Linked DNA regions of Canis lupus: region 2 is linked to region 1. Evidence: chromatin contacts called from public Hi-C data. All regions are on one chromosome and are shown on one strand. Each heading gives the region's core, a stretch centred on a gene start, on an enhancer-like site or on the middle of the called end of the contact. The rest is flanking DNA. Distances are from core to core; before and after follow the strand shown.

Evidence for each region. Hi-C and Micro-C count contacts between places; a contact is called where the count stands out from the background.
Region 2: a Hi-C map of blood shows a contact between it and region 1, with 6 times the contacts expected there. The contact joins the promoter of LOC100687029 here to the enhancer-like site in region 1. A contact is called at or near these places in 6 of 9 Hi-C or Micro-C datasets (amygdala, blood and skin fibroblasts).

Annotation. Positions count from the first base shown.
Region 1 is chr7:15,429,991-15,436,540 of UU_Cfam_GSD_1.0, forward strand. No RefSeq gene overlaps it. Among named protein-coding and RNA genes, the nearest start is that of ZNF648, 72 kb to the left of the region's middle. Within about 2 kb of position 3,366, at least 10 of the 20 cell types and tissues checked have an H3K27ac peak or open chromatin away from gene starts, as enhancers often do.
Region 2 is chr7:15,623,524-15,629,959 of UU_Cfam_GSD_1.0, forward strand. LOC100687029 (transmembrane epididymal protein 1A-like) reads right to left here and starts at 3,313. Exons shown (of 1, transcript XM_038542236.1): 1 at 2,099-3,313. The coding sequence starts at 3,313. The coding sequence ends at 2,408. The region is part of intron 3 of RGSL1 (regulator of G-protein signaling protein-like); the gene reads left to right.

The DNA.
Region 1 (6,550 bases), core at 2,116-4,615:
TTGGCCTGTCTACCTCCTAAATCACAGCTTTTCATATCAACTTTACGCAGAAAAGCAATTGAAAGCACTTAACCACCCAGCTGTTATGTCTGTCTCTAAGACAGTACTTTAAGAGGCAGTAAAGTGTACAGGGAAGGGTACTGAGTTTTGAATCAAAACGAGCCCACAGAAAGGAGAAAAAATGAGTGGGAAATATCAGAAAGGGAGACAGAACATGAGAGACTCCTAACTCTGGGAAACGATCTAGGGGTGGTGGAAGGAGAGGTGGGGGGGGTGACTGGGTGACGGGCACTGAGGGCGGCACTTGACGGGATGAGCACTGGGTGTTATTCTATATGTTGGCAAATTGAACAGCAATAAAAAATAAATTTATTAAAAAAATAGTGAAAATAAAAAACAAAACAAAACAAAAAAAATGAGCTCACATTTTCTCCATTACTACCTGTGGAAAACTGTGGACCAATTCTTTTTTTTAATTTTTTATTTATTTATTCATGAGAAACACAGAGAGAGAGGGGCAGAGACACAGGCAGAGGGAGAAGCAGGCTCCATGCAGGGAGCCCAACATGGGACTGGATCCCAGGTCTCCAGGATCTGGCCCTGGACTGAAGGCGGCGCTAAACCACTGAGCCACCTGGGCTGCCCCTGTGGGCCAATTCTATTACGTTTCTGAACTCTCAACTTTATCATTATCATCGGATAGCCAGCATTTATGAGGCAACTACTGTATGCCGACACAATGTTAAGCACTTTACCAACAACATTGGCTTTAATGTTCCCCAAGCACCATTCTACAGGAAAGAAAACAGAGTCCCAGAAAGTCAGCCACTCTGGCCATGTGATCATAGGGATGTCCTCCCCAGGTACTGCACAGAGGTTCTGTAAAACCACTGAGAGATAATGCTGTCCCAGTTGTACTGTGTATATGGTTCTCTCTCCACAACTGCAAGTCAGTATAGTCTAGAGCTGTCTTACTTGCCTTGCTGCTCTGTTACCCAACACTACGTAGCACATTAGTAGCCACTAAAAAACGCTGGTTGAATGAAAATGAATAAATGTTTAAAAAAATTAACATTTACAGAAAGCCCTATATAAATGAAGGCCCTATTGACCAACCTACTATATCACTGTGATAAAGGGCCCGGAGATACCTGTGCACTGTACCCACTGTGGGCATTGCATCCTGAGGGTGCCTTACAGGGGGGTTCTATTTACATGAGGTCTTGATAGACCTCCTTGGAGAAACAATAACTAGACATCTGGGGAGTACGTTTGGCCCCATGAATCTGAGCCAGCCCTGCAGACTTGCAACTTGTTCACTTGAACTGGTGCCATGGAGCAGGACTCTGATTAGAGCCTTGAGCTTCTTCATAATTTCCCCCAGATCTCGCATGGCCTCCTCAGACCCAACGCCTCTCCTCTTTCTGGCTTTTGCTTTGCCCTATGGCCTTGGCCTGACCCTGTCCCTCTGGTCCCGGCCTTGGCCATCCTCCTGTTTTGCAATGGGCATTTACCCTTCCAAGTGCATCTGAGGCTGCTGCTCTGGACAAACCCCTTCTCGCTCAAGCTTGGCCTCCACGTTCATTACCCATCGGGCTTGCTCCGGCTCTGTGGATCAGAGTCACACGCCAGACTGAGCGTCCTGGTCAAAAGCAGAGTGAAGTCTCTCACCTGCATTCCCAGGGAGGGCTTCCAGGAGGGCAAGGAACTCACCTGTGACTGAACAGAGGGGTCGAGATTGAGCCTTGGTAGGGAGCGACAAATTTGAACAAAATGCAGTTTTATGCCATTCTCACAGGGTTAAAACCAAACTCTCAGAAACACGTCCCATGTCCCAAACTCTTAGGAGGAGAGGGAGAGAAGAACCCTCTAGAAAATGGAAAAAAATTCAAATGAAAATGTTGATCTATTGGCAAAACTGTAACAAACAGAGCAAGATCTCCCTGATTTGGGGGCCCCATGAAAATAACACCAGAGGCCAGTTAGTGAGATGAAGCAGCTGAGAACTGGCCAATCCTGCGGAAACAGGGGAAGAGTGATAATAATGTGCAGATAACTGGCAGAGCCAAAGGACAGGTGGACCTCACACAGCTGAGCCAGGTGACTCTGATTTAGCCGCTTTAACTCCGAAAATTCCATCCGGATCAGCCGTGAATTAGCAGCGGCGGCCACCAGATGGCGCTAGAGTAGCGGCTGCGGGAAAGCCGCGGAGGCTGGGCAGGTGGGAGGAGCCCCCAGGCTGAACCGGGAGGTGGGGAGCTCATAGGTGGTGGCTCAGAGGTGAGACGCGGAGACCCTGCGGTCCCCACACCCTTGCCTGGGCTGGAAGCTAAAGGGGTGCATGTTCCCCTGGTTTCCTAGTGACAAAATTCCCATCTGACCTCTAATTTCCTTTTCAAACAAACCGCACTGATGTGAAATTGGGCAACTCTGGGCGTCCCTAACCTGGGGAAGAAAGGCCATTTGCTTCTGGGTTTCCAATTCGGTGAGAATTTCCATACCGTGACACGAATTCGATGGAATATGCAGTGAGAGCCTTGCAGAGTGCATGCAGCCGAAACCCCATAAACCTCATTGGACAGCTCGGCCCTAGCCTCCTGGGGGGCTGACCTGTGTCCCCAGCACTGGAGGGCTACTGGCCCTGTGAAGCACTCAGCCCCTCTGGCCAGAGACCCTTTGTCCCCACGGTTTTGTTGTTCCAGATTTCTCACTGTGAGGCCGAGACAGCTGCCAGGGGCCACCCCAGGAGCTGGAATCTCAGCTCACAAACAGAGCATTATATACAGTCCTTCTGCCCCCACCGGGGCCGCTTGGCCCTGGCCCGGCCCCACGCCCAGCGTCCAGCCTCGCTGCAGTGCACGCTCGGGGCCCGCCTGACCCCCACCCCTCCATCCCCCCATCCCCATCCCCCACCCCGTTCTCCAGCAACGTGTTTCTTTCTTTTTATATATATATAAATTTATTTTGTATTGGTGTTCAATTTGCCAACACATAGAATAAGTAAGACCCAGTGCTCCCCTCAGTGCAACGTGCTTCTGATCTGCCCCGAAACAGCCACCGCTCGGTTTTCCAGCCTGGCCTAACCGGCTTCGCCCCTGGGCCTCGGTGCACGCCCGGAGGTGATCAGATTGCAGGGAACAGTCTGTCTTCCTCCCTGCCCCTGCCTGTTTCCTTCAGGGGCAGGGGCCAGCCGGCTGAGCTGTCTTTCCCGTGCTGGGCTCCTCACCCTCCCGCCCACGTGGCCGGCCTGCTGTGGGTGCGGCGGGAGCCGAGCTGGCAGCGGCTGCAGGGAGTGGGAGTCCGGGCAGGGGCAGGGCAGGTTCGCCGCGGGGAGGCAAGATTGCTCTGGCCCGGGAGCGCAGGGCGGGGGACCAGTTCTGGCCAGATCGCTTAAAAAATGTTTTGTTCTTGCCTTGCTGCTGCTGTCCTGGAAGGGGTGGGGGGAGGTGGCTGCCGGAGGGGAGTCCTTCCCCCCCTCCCCTCCGGGTGCTGAGCTGTCACTTCTTGGGCCAACCAGGCCTGTGCGAACTTCTGGTTCCTTTAGGCAGTAAACACCCTGGTTTTCCAGGCCACACTATTGCTCCCTTTCCCCATTTTCTTACAAAATGCAGGTTTAAAAAGAAAAAAAAAATAGAAAAGTGGTCAGGCCAATGATAAGGGCAGGGTTTAAAGGTTTAAAAGAATCATTAAATATGATGTTTATTGAGCCTGTTAAAAGTCTTCAGCAATATTCTCTCCTTTCTTGTCCTTGGCAGCTTTAGAAATCAGCTGTGGGGCAGGCAGTACCTGAACAACGTTCGCCCTTTCAGAGCAGTATTGAAATAAATATTTTGAATAAAAACATTAAAGAGAGTTAGCAAAGCGGGAGCATGTTAATCCCGAGAAGGGGTTGGAGCCCCTTCTGGCCACATTTTCCAGAAAAGCTGGTCACAAGGTGACTAAGAATGTAAGTAAGACATGAGACCGACCTCCCAGAGGATCATGAGGTCAGGGAGGGTGAGAGCTTGCCTCTGTACCCCAGCCTCAGCTGGGTGTCATCTGCCACTTGGACCTGTCCAGGGACATACCACTCCACTGACCAGAGATGGCGGCAGGGCTTGTATGATGCTCAGCAAGTCCCAGACCCACAAGCCCTTTGCCAACCATGTCCACATACAGCTAGTGACACTGCGAAAGACTTCATCACTGTCTTTGAAGCTGATTTTCTTACTTAAACCAGTTTGCTCCAGAAGAAAACACTATAGTTTCACTTTATGTGTAAAGTCAGTATCATTTCTGTAAATAAGAAAAAATAAGCATAAAAAAGAGAAATGCCAACATAAAACCATGGAAACAAAACAACGCTATTAGTTTTCAATATCTTTTTTTTTTAAGATTGTTATTTATTCATGAGAGACACAGAGAGAGGCAGAGACACAGGCAGAGGGAGAAACAGGCTCCCAGGAAGAGCCCAATGCAGGACTCGATCTCAGGACCACGGGATCACAACCTGAGCCAAAGGCAGATGCTCAACCACTGAACCACCCAGACATCCCAGTTTTCCATATCTTGCATGGAGTCGTAGTTATAAGCAATTTGTGAAAATAAGTTCCTCCTTGCGAAAAATGAAACAGTTTACATATACTCGACCCAGGGTCCTAAGTTTCCTGGGATGATGAGGCGTTACGTCTGAGCACAGTGGCCAGACTGCCTGGCTGAGTCCCAGCTCTCCACTTAGGAGTTGGGAGGCCAAGGGTCAGTTTCTCCACATCTGTGTGCCTTAGTTCCTTGTTTGTCGAAAGAGGCTAATAATAGTGCCAGGCTCAGAGTTGTTCCTGACCACATGCAAAACAGTCATGAAAGGTCCACCCAGCGCTTAGTAAGCTCTCAATGAACATCAGCTATGAAAATAATTAGTAGTCATAATGTTAGCATTAGCAGGATTCATGGATTTAAAATTCCTACTCTGTAGAATTTGGCATCAGAAAGATTGAAAAAAAAAATTATTTACCACTTATCCCTGGTAGGATTGGTCACTAAGAGTCGATTCCTAACCAAAATGATGAAAGTGACTTTAGCCCAACAAACTTCTCTTTGAATGGGGCCTCTGAAGCAGTTTCCAAAATCTAGTCTTGGAACGTGTTGAGTTCCCTGGTAATATTTGGAAAGTGATGGAAAATGGGTTCCTCATCTACTCCCTGCTGAATTCTTGTCTAGAAAAAAACGAGAGACACCTAACTCTGGGAAATGAACAAGGGGTAGTAGATAGGGAGGTGGGCGGGGGGTTGGGGTGACTGGGTGATGGGCACTGAGGGAGGCACTTGGCGGGATGAGCACTGGGTGTTATGCTATATGTTGGCAAATTGAACTCCAATAAAAAAATTTTTTTACAAAAGGGATAAAAAGAAAAAGAAAAAAGGAAAGAAAAGAATGATATTTTATTTCATTTTCCAAAGATTGCTATATAATATTCAAAACAAGGAGCTAACTATTCAGATGAGTATGTATAACCATATGATTCAGATAATGAAAATATTTTCGAATGTTTTAAATTAGTTGTATGCTTGGGGCAGCTTAGAAGACACATTTTTGGGTCCTTGGCATATTACCAGCTGACACCAGCTACTACCCTCTGAGTATTAACTATGTACCCTGGCAGAAATAAATTATTGAATTCTCATAACTCGGTGGCTTAAGTACCTCTGTCTCCTCCATTTTACAGGTGGGAAACTGAGGCTCAAATAGGGCAAGTGAGTTGAGATTGTTTCGCTAATGTGGGTTCAAGACTGGGATTTAGGGCTGCTATCCAATGCCCAAGACTTGCTCTGCATCTTTGCACTTCTCTGCCTCTATGGGATGTAGTCTGGTGCTTACAGCTCTGCCTTAGTTAATTCACAGAGCCTGGGCCTCAGAGCAGGGCACCAGGGTGTTCTGGCCCCTATTGACTCCCACTGGTCTAGTCCTACCTGAAAATTCAGATAGGAGCAAAGAAGCCTTGGGCATGGGTGTGCGTAACACTAAGTGCAGGGGTACCCAGTGGACCCACAGCCTGAAGAGAAACCGTAGTCCCCTCTCCTTGGCTGGGAACTGCTGGCTACTCAACTCCCTTCTCCCCTGCCTTCTGTCCCCTCTTGCTGTTACTGGTAAAACATACCCTTCTACGGCAGCAACCACCTTTCCTACCTCCTTTTGTGGACCAGCAAGATCATCTCTGTTGGCCTATATACCATGTTTGGAAAAAACTGGATTAGCACACAGTAGGTCTCTGAGACAGGTGTAACCATGACAAATGTAATTGGAAGTTTGTAAGTTCCTTAGTTATTGGATGTTGGGGACAAAGCCCCAGAAGGAAGGCTAAAGAAGAAGAGATGAGTCTGGGTTTTATTTCTGGTGCCAGTGTCTAGAAGGATTTAATGGAAACACTCATTCTATCAGGCCCCAAATACTTCATTGAACTTCTAGGACATCTCAGCTCTGAGAAGATTTTAAATATGATGTCTCACCACCTTCCTGATCCTATTTCATACTGGAAGTTCTCGGGATGTTGAAGAAATTCTACAGGCAGAGGGAT
Region 2 (6,436 bases), core at 2,063-4,562, 190 kb after region 1:
CGTAGCGCCCTCTGGTGTAATTTTGTGAGAATCTCCCCCAAGTTTAAGCGTGGGAATTATTTTTCCCCTGGCCTGCAAGGGGAGGGCCTCTGTTATATCTCAAATACAGTAAATTAATAATATGCAAGTCTATTACCTACACTGGATATCTAAGAGATACTATGTTGGAAGTATCAATTTATTACCAGATGTTTGTTTATTATTATGAAATTAGGCTTCAGATGACTAGGAAAGAGCAGCTTGAGTGCTTTGTGCTTTTTTCCTCATCTCCCACCAGTGATGTCCCCCAATAAGAGTATTTGAAGAGTCTAGAACCCAAGAGTTAAGGGAGGAATGGCAAAGATTAGAGAACATGTTACAAACAAGTCTTATCCTCAGCCCTCACTAGGATATGAGCCCAGAAATTTAAGACTCAGCCAGGAGTTGAGAGTCTGCCAGACTCACTCCCAGGGGGTGCCTGGGGTGGGGAGATTGGGTGGTGGGCAGAAAGTCAGACGTAGATGCACCCTTTAGGGGACATCTCAAGTATTTCTACTGTGCCACCTGTTCCAGCTGGGCCTTCTGGGTAACCATTTTATTCTTCCTTTCTCCCTTCTTTTCTTTTCTCGTTTTTAAAACAATTTCAATTTGAGGATCACTTCCCTCACCATTGCTATTAGCAAAGTCACTATGGCCCAGGGGACACAGTCACCAGCTTGAGTCAGACACAACTGTACTCAAATTCCTGTCTTGCCTCGTACCAGCTAAGGCTTGGGTAAATCAGCCTGCTGAGTCTCAGTTTTCTGGAAGTTCCTTATAGAAATACTTTTGAGGATTAAAAGGCAATAACAGAGTAAACAATTTAGAAATAGGTTGGTGGATTTTGTTATCCCAGGAACGAGGAAGACAGCTGGGCTATTACTAAGGAGATGACTCAGGCTTTAGGACTATTGGTGTTTCCCAGAGGTTCATAGAACATTGGACCTATCCTGAAACACAGAAGGACCAAGGTTAGGGACACCTGGGTGGCTCAGTGGTTAAGCGTCTGCCTTTGGCTCAGGGCATGATCCTGGAGTCTCTGGATCGAGTCCCACATCGGGCTCCCTGCATGGAGCCTGCTTCTCTCTCTGCCTATCTCTCTCTCTCTCTCTCTCTCTCTGTGTGTGTGTGTGTGTGTGTGTGTGTCCCTCATGAATACATAAATAAATAAAATCTTTAAAAAAAAAAAAGGACCAAGGGTAGGCAGAGATTCTGGAAGCAAATAAGCTTTTATTAAGCATCACCTATGCTATATATTCGGTGCACATATAGGAAATTATGTAACTTGGATATGGCAAAGTCCTTACCCTTTAGGAGTCAATGCTTTAGGTGGGAGGAAAAACCTCCCCAGAAAGAAATGATTTCAGAGACAGTACAAAGCACAATGTATCAGCTGTATGAACAACTTAACAAAACGGGTTTCATATAAGTTCTTAAGAGTTCCAGAACAAAGGAGTCAGTAAAAATTCTTGGAGAAGGCCTCTTTGGGGTGCTCAGTGGGGTGAGGGTGAAGGTGGGTTTTATGCTGCGTACCAAATACCATGGTAAAAATGTGATTGACTGATGGCTTTCTGTGAGATGCAAAGGAGTGATATTTGCAAAGACCCAGGATTCCATCCAGAAAGTGACATGTGTGAAGGTGGTGGTAGTGGTGAAACAGAAAAGCTTTGACTGGAATAGGAGCAATACAATATGAAGTAGAAGTACTGAGCATTTGAATTCTATATTTGAATTCTGCACATTTGAAATGTTAGTATACTTAAGCATTAATAAAGTCTCACTTTATTAATTTGGATTTGATATGAAAGCAGTCCTTAAAAGTGGGAAGGAAGCATAAAAAGCATACTTTCAATACTTTCAACCAGTATGAATTAATTATAAATTCTGTTTCTATTACTTCCACATGGTGGTGCAACTTTGGTGAGCAAACTGAAGTACCTACTTATCTTTATCAGGATAAGACTTGAATGATTACAGTTTTGAATTGTGAGAAATCATTATACTCTCAGGTAAAAGGCAATCACTTGTGCCTGGAGAAGTAGCCACGGACAGCATGACTCCTGGACTCTGCTCTCCTCTCTTTGAAGGCCTCCCTTCTATTACATCTTCTGCCCCCCATAGCTCTTCTTGCACCCTTACCTACCCACCCTGGTGCCCTCCCCACTGCTCCACGAGTCCCATCAGCAACCCTTTCCCAGGCTCCTCTCTCCTCATCTCCTCAGCAATTAGACGTTCAAAGGGAGGAGATGTACCAGCAGATGGAGATCAGCTGCTCTCCTTCATGGCCATTACCTTCACTGGAGACCAAAAAGGGTGCAGTGCCCATGTCTGAGAGAACCCGCAAGGAGGCAGATGGGTGGACAGTGTGCCAGGCATTCTAGGCCCTGTGTCAGGAAGAGCTTTTTGAAAGGAGAAGAGCCTGCTCATCTTTCTCTGACTGCTCCACTTCCTGCAGCAATTTGTACAGGGGTCCTACTGTGCCCTTGTGATATGGAGCTTCTTTGGATCCCATCAGCTTCAAGCTGGGGCAGTGACAACGATGCCAGAGGGCAGAGAGGCCATAGATTCCCAGCAGACACAAGGCATTGATCATCACATGCCAACAGAAGAAGGTGGTGACGAACATGATGTCACTGATGTCATCATCCTGCCATGGGTAGCCAGTGACTGGCCTGTACAGAATAAAGCCAGCCTGCATCAGCCAAGAGCCCATCATCAGAAACAGAAAAGCCTCAATCAGCAAGAGTTGAAATGTGTCGGGAGTCCACAGCTCTATAGTCAACACCAGCATCAATAGGAACACCACCAAGATGAGCAGATAATGAATCTGAAGCTCTATCCCTGTTGTGTCCTGAACATGTGATACCAACAAGAGCAGGAGCACGTAGAAGGTCAGGACCAGGGAACCTTTTTCTAGAAGCACACACCTCTGAGGCAGCAAATTCCTGCTCATGACATCTACACAGCCATTGAGGGTGAGGAGGATGAACATGGTGAGATGCTGCCACTCTTTGGGGTACAGAAATCTTGGTGGCAATTGTCTGTTCATCAATACCAACCCTCCTTTAATGCAACTGATCTCATAAGCTATTAAGATGGAGCCAGTCACCATCTTCAGCAAACCTCTGTAGGATATTTTCCACAGCCTGGCCCATCTTCCCTTATTCGTAGGATGGCATGAAGGATCCAGGAGAGAGTCTTTGAATATCACAGCTTTGGAGACTACTATTGCCTGATACAGTCCATATAAGATTAGAAACAGTCCTGGGTACACATGACCAATGAAGGTTCCCATTGAACTACAGATCTGTCTAATGAAGAGAGAAGAGCAAAATTTGGGCAAGTCCACACCTTCTGGGGACCCTTCAAGGTCTGGATTTTGGAAGAATTTGCCTTCCACCAACTTTTATCATCTCACCCCACCTACTGCTCCCCCACAGAGGAAATGCTTCTTGAAGTAAGCCTACGTCTTTGGTGGAGTAAAGCCCCATTGTTCCATTCCATTCTGGTACATTAGGAACTAACTGACTTCTGCCAAAGAAGAAGGCTTGTGAATGTGCTTTTAGAGGCTCCCTTCAATGGCCCTTGAGGTACTTCTGTGCACACCTGTCCCTTTTTCCCATGGCTTCCTTCCCCTTGTGCTGCCCAGCACGCAAACAAGAAGAGAGGAGCATGGGATAGGGGAAGGGGTTGCTGTGGTATCCTGAGGTAGCCTGGCCATTCAGACATAATTTTGGTCTAGTTGTAAAGTTCTCTTTCTGAACACATATATTTATAAACATCTGGATATGTGATCATATAATACATACCTAGCATCTGACTTTTCTATTCTTCTTTTATAGACACATTCTGAAGATCCCCAAGAAATCTCCCTTCACCTCCACCTCTTCTTCACATCTCCATCTGTGCCCTTAACCCCACTTCAATATCTCTACTGGCCAATAAATGGATCAGAAAAGCTACTTTTTGATATTGATTTTCAGGGGCTGTGGTGGTTTTATAGTGTGTCAACCTAACTAAGCTTAAGCCATATTTTCCATAATTTCCTTCCTTATGTAGTTCCAGATTGGATTGGCTACAAGAGAGATTTACATGAGAATCTGAGGGTGGAAGTGAAGCAGCAACCTGAACACACTCTGGAAGTGTTGGGTACCTGCCACTGTAGCTCATGCATTCTGTTTTTTTTTTTTTTTAATATTATTTATTCATGAGAGACACACAGAGAGAGGCAGAGACATAGGCAGAGGGAGAAGCAGGCTCCTCGCAGGGAGCATATGCAGGACTTGATTGCTGGATCCGGGATCATGACCTGAGCTTAAGGCAGGTGCTCAACTGCTGAGCCACCCAGGCTACCTCATGCATTCTGTTTTTGGTCCATTGGCTCACCTCCTTGGCATGGGCAGCAACCAAGCCTATAGCTAGCTCCCTTAGTTTCTTTTAGTGTCGGGGCACCAGCTTCTTCTATAAGTCACTTGCCGTTGAAGTATGAGGTGGTGAAAGAAAGACACAGGTTTCATTTTGTTCTCATAGGTTTCAGTTTGTTCCTTGCTTTCATGCAGTATACTTCCTGACTGCTGCCACATTGACCTGAAATGACCTCAAGCCTCATCACTTAGCCACAGCCTACCATAGACTTCTTCACTACAAATCTGTCAAGGTGTAATATCCATAAGAAATTCATATTTCATGTCATTTTGCTCCCATGATTCATGGGATTAAAGTCAAATCCTTAAAATGCAGATACTGTTGAGTGAGTGACTCCAGTGAGTTGGTGTTGGCCGTTTGTATTTTAATGTGAATTAGCCCATCAGCTTCATTTATCTGTTAATGCATTTATCTGTTTATGGAAAAAAAAATAATGCAGAGAATGGTGGAGAAAAAGGCACAGGGAACGTGAGGCATCCCCGGGGCCCAAAATAGTTTTGGGTTTATTGCAGTAGGTACTGAAATAGGAGTTTTCCCAGGTATGACAGTTGTGCTAAGGAAGGAGGAAGTGCATCACTCAGCATGAACCATGCTGACATCACTGTCTTCTGCATAATCATCAGCCTCACAGTATAAGCAATGTCTTGGGGGCAGAGAGGCAGCACCTGTATGCCAACAGCACCCCTGGAGGAGAGGAGGAGAATTTACACCCAGTTTATAGCACTGCTTCTGAGCCCTCACTCCTATCAAAATACCTTTTTCTCAAGTTCACTTGATTCCAGAAAAATTCAATCTCTCTCTGCCCTTAAGGATCACAGTAATTCAGATTGCTTCTTACTATTGAGAGATTCGGTAGGGCTAAGATTTGAGTGTGAAGGCAAGTTGGAAAAATGAAGTTTAATTCTGCTTTATGAAGGAATTTGCTTATTTTAAAATTTAGTTTTAGGTTTTTCTCTTTCTTTCTTTCTTTCTTTCTTTCTTTCTTTCTTTCTTTCTTTCTTCTTTCTTTCTTTCTTTTTGAGAGAGAGCATGTGAGTGCGGATGTAGGGGCAGTGTAGGGAGAGGGAGAGAGAGAATCTTGAGCAGGCTCCATGCCCAGTGTGAAGCCTGTCACAGAGCTTGATCTCAGAACCCTGAGATCATAACCTGAGCTGAAATCAAGAGTCAGACACTTAACCAACTGAACCACCCAGATGCCCCAGATGTTTGGGTTTTTTTAAATTGATGTATAGTCACTGTAAAAAATCAGGTAAATATATAAGCAAAAAGAACATTAAAAATCATCTTTAGTCTTGTAATCTGGAGGTGACCCATCATTGAGGTATAGAAGTGCAATTTTAGGAAGGCAGCATAAGGAAGTGGAAAATGTATCAACCAGAAGTCATAAATCTGGGTTCTAATTCTAGTTCTCCCTTCATTTGCTGTATATCATACCTCTTATCTGAAAAAATTGAGGATTGAATTTAACTTTCTATTGAAGTGAAAATAAAAGAGCATGAATGTTGTTGCATAGATGTGAGCATATTTATCTCCTGTTTCTTTCTTTTGGTGAATTATCAAAATGCCTGGAGAGCATGGCAGAGCAGAGGAATGCAAAAGGAAAATCTAAGTGACACTTCTGAAGTGAGTCAGGGAGGCGAGGACCCCAGGGATTCTCTTTGTTTTTTTTTTTAGATTTGTTCTGGGAGAAGCACAGGGTTCATCACTCCTGTAAGTAATAGTAGGGCTGGGCTGGGGAATACATGGTCTGCAGGCCCCAGGGAGCTGTATTTAGTCACTTTGAATATTGCTGCTCATACTTCAAGGCTGTGGTCTGTGTAAGGTGGGGGCAGCAGAGTTCAATCCAGCTCCCACATTCATTTTCCCACTTGTTTCTGGAAGCTGTGAGCTGGTTGCCAATAGTCAGGGGAGGAGGGAGGTTAGTAGCACTGACCCAAATGGGAAGTTGAAAGTGGCACATATGAGGACAAGTAGCTCCACTTAAGGTCCCATC